2 separate regions of the Rattus norvegicus genome follow, and region 1 is linked to region 2. The links are chromatin contacts, called in public Hi-C maps. All regions are on one chromosome and are shown on one strand. Each heading gives the region's core, a stretch centred on a gene start, on an enhancer-like site or on the middle of the called end of the contact. The rest is flanking DNA. Distances are from core to core; before and after follow the strand shown. Region 1 overlaps Glis3 (GLIS family zinc finger 3). Region 2 overlaps Glis3 (GLIS family zinc finger 3).

Region 1 (4,551 bases), core at 570-3,069, 240 kb after region 2:
GTCAAAGAACGGTGCTGGCTTACAAGAAGGAAAGAGCAGAAGCATCACCAGAACAGGTCTAAGAAACACCAAGTACACAGGTATCTGTTATATTTTAACTACAGAAGGCAACTTGAGTTTTTTCAAGCATGCTATATGCTTGATATCTGAACAAGCTATCTTAGAAAGTGCATGCGTTTGAGAGAAAAGACACCAAGTGCTGACAAGAAGATTAGAAAGAGGCGTGTTCCACACTGGGCATCTTGTTCCCTTCATGTGGCGTTTGCCGAGCAAGAGTTGAGCAAAGAAGACCTCTGCTAAGAGCATCAATGGGCAGCCCCAGGTTGACACCGTTGAGTGTCATTCCCTAGAGAAGTGGAGGGAAGTCCTCCTCCTTCCTAGGTGAGCTGGGATCTTTCCAGGAAAGATAAAGGTCACTTCGTGTGTATCTGTAGCTCTGATCCGTCCACCTCACAAGTGCCAACCTTTTATACTTATGAAGTTGCCATGAGATTGATCTGAATGATGCAAATCATGAAGATACTGGGAAAGGAATTCATACCTGTACTGCCCACTGGGCCTCTCCATGGCCAGAAGGCCCCAGCTCACTAACTCGACGTTGGGGTGCCAAGACTCAAGACTCGTACCCAGTTTTAACAAGTAATTTAACTGAAATAGATGCATGTCTTCCGACTCTTACTGCATCTAATACGATCCACTGCCCCACGTTAAAAGTCCCTCGAGCACACAAGATGCTATCACAGATGGATGACAAGGGGCTCATCCTCCAACCTCTCTCCAGAGAAGCAAGCTCCTCTGGATCTTGGCCACCTGTTTATTCTAAGCTGCTGGTGAACAAACTGTTTTAGTCAGTCTTGAACATAGCACAGGAACCTTGTGAGCAACTGTTACACCAGAAGTCACTTTCTATGAGCGTGCGCGAGTGTGCAATATAAGAAAGCCACAAAAATTCCCACAGGCTTCTTTGCTAATGCTTAGAAATTCCATCTTGTCTAAAACGAAAGGCTCTGTGTTATTTAAATTTGATTAAAAATATTGATGCTTTTCTACGTCTTCTCATTCTGGGCGCTAGGGATACTTAATGAGAGGAGCAGAGCAGGCAGTCTAATTGTGAATGCTGGAAGTCTTATGTGTGAAGATCTGCTCTCTACAAATTTCTGAGCCAATGCTGTAGGCTTTTCAGTAGCTTCCACAGTGAAAACGAAACAAACAAACAGCAAATACCATGGAGAGGGCGGCATCACGTTCAATAGCTTTCTACACTTCCACAGACAAAAAAACACAGCACAGTCAACACTAAACTCACAATTAGAAACGTGCTGCAAGTGCCAAGCGGTGGTTATATTGGGACCAGGCTCCGTGCTCCACAGAACTGGCTCAGAGCAAGCTGCTTCCCCTTGGATCCACGCGCTCAGCAAATAGCCCCAGACTTCTGTTCAGTACCCCTAAGGTGCCCTGATGTAGGACACAGTAGTGACGGGGGTTCTCGTTTCTAACCTAATGGTACGCATACATTCAGCCATAATTGAAATAAAGGGGAAAATGCAAACTCAAAAACAGGGAGTTTTAAAAAAATTATTTTTATAATTTTTCTTCTGGCAATCCCACTAGTAAAAGCCTCAAAAACACTGTCTGCCTTCTCCCACTGGGATCCTGGTAAGGTACTGCCCTCCATGTGTTCTTTATGAGAACGCCTCTTTATGAGAACGCCTGAGAAAATAACTGTCTCACTGCAGCTTTGCTCCACTAGCTAACTTCATGGGGACCGTGAGTCACATGGCCGACGCTCTCCCGCCTCACGGTTGCAGATCCAGCAAGGCTTGGAGCCAAAGCTCTGACTCAGCTCTAGCACAAGAAACGGGGTCAGAGGAAGACGCACCAAGTCCTACCCTCACCCCTTATTTCACCCCGCTTTCTCTCAGCCCATGTTCTCATTACCTGCTTGATTTTTCATCTTTTTCTATTATTCCTTTTTCTGAAACTACTGTTTAACCCTTTTATAAACAAAAACAGGATTCCAAGTTGCTTTCCTCTACTGACGTTAACGTCAAGCAGCAAAATCCGTTCCTTTAACAACTTGCACTTTCGACTCTGTCACTGTAACTAACACACAAAAGCGTCTAGTACCCATTTAATGTTCCCACATACACAACTGTAGCCAAAATTCAGATCAAAATTGTCATTTTGAGCATCATTGTTACTACAGTGTCTTTAAACCCTAGCAGTCACACAAATCTGCATGGTGCCCCTCTAGCTTTCGGATTTGTGATCACAGTTGATTTTCTCGGCAGTCGTAAGAGATAACTACAGCAGGCATTACCATGACTACCTTCTGCTCGCCCAGAGGAGAAAAACAAGGTTCAGATAGTTTAAAAGGACCTTGTCCACAAGGCTAAGTTATTAAGTTATTCAGACAAAATGGGGGGTGCGGGGAGAGTCCTTCAAAACTACCATGTCTCCCATGACTACCAAAGGTGGTCTTGCATAGCATAGTCTTTGAATTTTTGGCCTAGAACCAGTGACTCAAATGTTTCATTCACTTGACTTTCTAAATAGTATGAGCCAGCTAGTCAAAAGTGTAACAATTACTGCTTGGTAATGGAACCCCTAACAGATGAGAACTAGACAGCCAAGACACTGGAAAATTTTTTAATCATTAGAACATGCATGAGTAATTTATTTCCTCCATTGGAATCCAGTGATGGAGTTAAGAAAACTCGCTCCTGCACAAACAAGGAGCACAGGCACTTTAATGTGGTCCTCTAGAGTGGTCACACAGAGCAAACCTGCCTCTTGAGTCACTGGCTCTGGTGAGATCATTTAGTAGTAGAGAATGAAATTCACAAGGCAGGCTCAAGAGAAGATTTAACTCCTTATTCATGATGAACTCATAGCACTTCAACCACATCTAAGGGGAGGAAATATGAAACTCAAATCACATTAATTTTCAAATCATTGACATTGCTAATAAATGAAAGGGCAAAATGTTCACAATTTGAACTCTTGAGACCTTGAGTAAACCGGTCTGTCTATTCATACTACGAGTCAGAAATTGGGGAGTTGGAGGAGAGACTGCATATGCCTTTTCTCTGAGTTTTAATCTCTTTGGGAAAAAATGAGGAAGAGGGTCTGAGAAAGCCACAAATTCATTACCTCAACATTCTACAGCTGCGAGAGTATGTGCTAGTGCTACCTACCCTGGCTCACCCTTTCAGTGTTGCCTAGCATCTAAAACCATGCACTATGTGGATATTAGGTTTCAGCATATTTAAATCATTATTCAAGAATCTGAGCATTTCCCTTTAATCAATTTCAAACCTCTACTGGTTTGAATTACTAATTCCCTACCCATGAAACAATATATTCATGTTAAGTGTCTTTGTTCAAAATAGTCTCCAATAGATACTCAAGTTAATCCTGTTTACCAGTCTCTTGACAATAATGAACAGAAGTAAATGCAACTCTGGCTTAGTTAATTTTTTCATATTCACATTGAGCGTTCAGTCTATATGATTCCAGGGTGATAGGTCCATGTGTGCCTTTTTAACAACTGTATACCCCATGTTCAGCACAGAATCATCACAGTGAACGTGCTGGCTAAAAGATGGAAACAGCCAGCGAAGCAGCACTCGAAGAGAAACATCAGCGCCTTTCCCCAGAGAAGACTGAAGGGTGCTTTGCCAGGCTGGACCTCTGTCACTCAGAACCAACCCTCAATATGGACAGGGAGAAGCAGCTCCTAAATGCTAAGCAGGGGTCCAGATAAAGAAACTGTATGTTTGTGTGCTCCCTTCTGAAGTAGAGTTTTAGAGTATTTCAAAGTTTGGAGACAGCAGAGTATGAAGGCGAGAACCCGTCCTTCTTAATCTGCCCATGTCCCACCTGCGGGACCTGTGCAAACTCCTTAACATCCCTACGTCTTGGTTTCCTCTACTGTAAAAAGGGGTAGGAGTTACGAGATTTACCTTGAGTTATGGAAGACCACCAAGCCAATGAGTAGTAGTCAACCACACCCATGCGGTACCCCTCACAAAGTGTAACCACCACTATGGAGCAGTGTGAAATCTATTTCTAGAAAAATTAACCTCTCTGGTTTTATCAGTCCGCACGGAAGATCAGAATGACTCATCTTTAAGAGCTGTGCAGCTTCTCAGACACATGTACAGATGAGAGCCTCCCAGACACATGTACAGATGAGAGCCTCCCAGACACATGTACAGATGAGAGCTTCCCAGACACATGTACAGATGAGAGCCTCCCAGACACATGTACAGATGAGAGCCTCCCAGACACATGTTTTTTTTTTTTTGTTTTGTTTTTGTTTTTGTTTTTTTTTTTCCGGAGCTGGGGATCGAACCCAGGGCCTTGCGCCTGCTAGGCAAGCGCTCTACCGCTGAGCTAAATCCCCAACCCTTAAATCTTTTTTTTTTTCCTTTTTTTTTCTTTTTTTCGGAGCTGGGGACCGAACCCAGGGCATTGCGTTTGCTAGGCAAGCGCTCTACCACTGAGCTAAATCCCCAACCTCCCAGACACATGTACAGATGAGAGCTT
Region 2 (4,423 bases), core at 1,503-4,002:
CTCTGGTCCCCAAACGAAATCACATGTGAGCAATAAATTAGTTCATCCAGGAGGTAAACCTTGGGTTGTTTGGGTTACTTCCTACTGGGAGACAGCAGAGAAGCTCACGGCTCTTATACATACCTGCTGCCATCTGAATCAAGAGCCCTGTCAAGAACAACTTGGGTCTGGGGGACACATACTGACACACTGATCCTCTAGACAAGGCTCAACCCGCTGACCATACTTTCTCTGCTGAGAGTTTTCTGTCCTAAAAATCAGCTGAATGGCTCGCCTCTGAGTTCTGAATCTGTCGTGTTTATTCCTGGTGGACACAGTTTTCCAGAATCTGCCAGGTGTTCAACACATAACATCTGCGATATCTGTTATTAATAAGGAGCAATGGGTCAGACTGTCTAAATCCTAAGACTATTCTCTGTTCATCATTTATTCTATGATCACTAGTGAAGTGCTGAAAAGTTTATATAGCATTTGTTGTGTGGTGATGGCACAGAGACCTGAGGGATCCTGGGGCACTGACTGGGTTTCTATCTCCATAAAGCTCCGGCACTGATTCAGTAGGTTGGGTGATGCCCAGAGTCTGCATCTCTTAAAGCTTTCCCCAAGCAAAGTAATTCCACCTGTTCTAGAGCCACAGTCTGTCACAGTGAGGTTCCAGAAGATCTACCTGAACAAAACTCAGATGGTTCCCATTAAAACAATTACAGAGTGATTGCTCCCTAAGTGAATTCTGGCTCAGCTATCCTTAGCTGGGGATAAAGGTTCGCCATTCCTTGGTGGTCTTGGGACCCAGTGATCTCAACTAAATAATTCTCTGATGAACTGGACTTCTCATTACAAGGTTTAGCTACGTCTCTATTACTCCACAGAAAGATGCAGTTGCTCCAAGAGACCTTGACCAATAAAACTACATAAAACTGGTAGATTGAACTAGATTGAAACTGGTGGGATCAAAAGATAAAGCTTTTTGAGAACCTGGAACAACTGACTATGCTTCCGTTGACAACCAGTGCCTGTGTGGCACTTGGGGCTTTGTAATATGTGATGGTCGTTCCTTATCAGGACTTCTCTTTCTTTCCACAGATCCTTTGTTTTCAACGACTTCGAAGCTTCCACTGTGGAGAGTCTAAAATAGGATGATCAATACTGCTGCTTTTGGAATTTTTATGTTGGTTTCCACACCTCTTAATAATTCAGTAATGCCTCTGTAAAGAGACATGTTCTGTTGCTTTCTAAAACAATGGCACAATTACAGAGATGATGTCTGCAGACAATATCTAATATCTTGTCACATAAGGGATCTCGCCTCATATTGCAGAGCAAAGAGTGGATACATGTTTAATGGTGTTTTCATGGATTTAAAAAGTGCCTCAAAGTATCTTTTGGATAACAATTCTTTCTTTAGTTCTCTTTGTTGGCTCTCCTGGAGGAATAATGCCAATGGTAATTACATTTGCTTATTATATATGTCCATCTTCTACTCCACACAGACACATACACACTTGCTGAGAAATGTCAACATGTTGCTTTATGTCTACAGTACACTAATCAACATATCAAAATCCAAATTTAGAAGCCTAATTCACAATACCGCTCCCCCCCACAACTTGGAGTAAATGAAATTCAGCCTTTGTTGGAAGGAAATGTAAAATGTGTTTCACACATATATTTAACACTAATCTGTTCTCTTTACCTTAATTATGCTTTGCATGTCTGTGGAATCTTATATTCCAGGGACTGAATTTACTTTTATAAATATTCATTGATTCTTTTGCATCTCCAGTTAAACTACTGCTAAACACTGCCTCTCATTTTGCATTTAGAGAAACTGAGGCACCAGGGGGAGCAACCTATGGGTTGCCACTTATCACACCTGCAGAGACAGAAAAGGTGGCTTGGCTTGGCAACCCCTGGGATGAGGAAGCAAGGCTCTCAGAAATAAGGGTACGATCCAAGGGACGCCAGGAGCAGCCTGCACAAGCTGTAGGTGCAATTACATTCCTTACTCTGTCCTTTCCTCAGCAGAGCAAACACCAACAGAATAGCTGCCCTGTGGCCAAGGAGAAATGATTACAGAAAAGAACAGCTGGAGAAAACACGGCAGAGTACTTGGACTTTAGTCGGTGGGAGGCCATCACAGAAACTAATGGGCTGACAATGTTTCTTTTTCTTTCCACCAAGTAATCCATATGCAAATTTCCTGCGCATTCAATATGCACCTCCGAGCTCAGTAAATGTTTTATATTCTTTTCTGCTTAGCTCTCTCAGCTTTTTCCAATTAGTCCCTGTTTATTTAGAAAAGAAGAAAAGAAAAATGTCTAAAGCAAGGATTAAGCTGTGTATCTTACGGAGAAAGGACGAATATTAGACATTCTTTTAGGACCTAGAGGATGCATTCTTCCCCATCCTCCCTGCCGGGATGGGTAATGAGAAGAAAGTCGAAAGGAGCTGAAGCTATTCTGTTCTTTTGGATTGTTCAGTTCAAACCATGCCTTTGACAATCTGGAATTGAGTCCAAAATTCATGACAGTTCAGACAATGGTGCACAGGGAATATGCCAGTGTGACAAAGGAATAAATAAAAGGGACAGAATGCTCTAAAGGACCCACCTGGCACACGCAAGCTCTGCAGCAGCAAGAGAAGCCAGGAATCAGGGGGAACAGCTAGTGGGGACAGAGAAAGCACTTGGGCTGAGGTGAGCAGCTTTGTCCTGGGAAGGTAACCCAGATGCTATTGGGAAATGCCCCACAAGTGGAGAGGATGTGGGGTGAGAGCCAGGTACTGCCACCATCAATCACAGGAAAAGGGAAGAGAATCCCACCAAGTCCCATTAGATTCCTTATTCACTCAGAGAAAAACACAGAACCTTGAACCCAAATTCCCTGGAGGACAGACGGTGGTGCCCTGGTACCCAAGAAAGAAATCTCTGGTGCCAAGAATGGCCTGCCTCAGAGGCCGCTAGGAAACCCAAAGAAATAATCCATGATATTTACCAATAGGATAGGATCATACCCATGAAAACGGGTTGAAAAGAGTGATTAGGGCTGGCACCGGGTCAAAGAGCAAGAAATATCCAAGATGTTTCCAGGACTGCAGAACAAATTCTTACCTAAATAAGGCTGTGAGAAGTCAAGCAAAAATACCAAAATGACAGACGAGTATTCCTCTCCCAGAATTTAGGAATCCGAAAGCCACAGGGAAAAAATTAGCATATTATAATTTCAAAACAGACCTGGGGATTCAGTAACTTATTAAGCTCTGCAGAAATCTTCATGTGGGCTCTTGCCAGGGAAGAGTCACAGCTGGCAGAGGGAAACCTAGAAGAAAGCTGAGGGATGTCACACTCAGCACAGAGAAGTTTCCCTTCGTGCTGCTGAGAAAGAGGGGGTGATGTTTACTGATGTACATACACTCGAGCAAGTGATGAGGACCGTACCACATTTAACAATCCGCCCCTGAATATTTCTCACCACAAAGGACATTATATTTAAAGAAAGGAAGAAAGGAGAGGTGTTCAAAGAGGAGAGGAGAGAGAGGAGAGGAGAGGAGAGGAGAGGAGAGGAGAGGAGAGGAGAGGAGAGGAGAGGGGAAGGAAGGGGAGGGGAAGGAAGGGGAGGGGAAGAAGAGGAGGAAGAGGAAGGGGAAGAGGAAGGGGAAGAGGAAGAGGAGGGAAGGGAAGGGAAGGGAAGGGAAGGGAAGGGAAGGGAAGGGAAGGGAAGAGAAGAGAAGAGAAGAGAAGAGAAGAGAAGAGAAGAGAAGAGAAGAGAAGAGAAGAGAAGAGAAGAGAAGAGAAGAGAAGAGAAGGGAAGGGAGGAGAAGGGAGGAGAAGAGAGGAGAAGGGAAGGGAAAAAAATAACAAAGAGTAAGGGAAGACAGGACTTCTTAACTTCAAACCACCTGCTTACATCATATGTGAAAACAAGTGCTCATAGTTCCATTGCCCAGTGGTCATTTATAAATGCTAAATTCCATTCTTCAGTGCACCAGTTGAGAAGAAGAAAAAAAAAAAAAACCCATATCTCTGGTAGCATTTCTGATTCTAAGTTCCAAGACACAGTAATGCTCTCAAATTTCAATTCCTTGAGCTTCAAGCTTACAGGAAAATCAACTAAACAAAAGCCTGCCAAAAATCCGGGCTGGCTATTAAAATGTTACAGGCAAAAGCCGTGGATTTGAGACTATAGATGGTATCCAGATCAACAGAAATGTCCTGGCTGGAAGCCTGCAGATCACCAGGAGTGCGCTTGGAGGCCCTTTGTCTAATTCAGTGAAGAACCAACCCTCAAGCAGAATATTTTTGGCCTGACAAATAAAAGCCATTCCCAGAGAGCCTACAATCTTGGAGACATCACTTGGAATCTCAGCCCATTCTTTAGCACACTACACATGATCAGACTTCTAGCTTTAGGATGACCCTGAAGAC

What was found. A called contact is a pair of places that touch in the nucleus more often than the background predicts.
Region 1: a contact with region 2 is called in a Hi-C map of frontal cortex, with 2.1 times the contacts expected there. The contact joins two enhancer-like sites. A contact is called at or near these places in 4 of 12 Hi-C or Micro-C datasets (the Rat2 cell line, Schwann cells, frontal cortex and 1 more).

Annotation. Positions count from the first base shown.
Region 1 is chr1:235,749,227-235,753,777 of GRCr8, forward strand. All of the region lies in intron 2 of Glis3 (GLIS family zinc finger 3), which reads right to left. Among named protein-coding and RNA genes, the nearest start is that of Glis3, 58 kb to the right of the region's middle. Within about 2 kb of position 1,820, at least 40 of the 93 cell types and tissues checked have an H3K27ac peak or open chromatin away from gene starts, as enhancers often do.
Region 2 is chr1:235,504,154-235,508,576 of GRCr8, forward strand. The region is part of intron 4 of Glis3 (GLIS family zinc finger 3); the gene reads right to left. Among named protein-coding and RNA genes, the nearest start is that of Rnu6-613, 120 kb to the left of the region's middle. Within about 2 kb of position 2,753, at least 11 of the 93 cell types and tissues checked have an H3K27ac peak or open chromatin away from gene starts, as enhancers often do.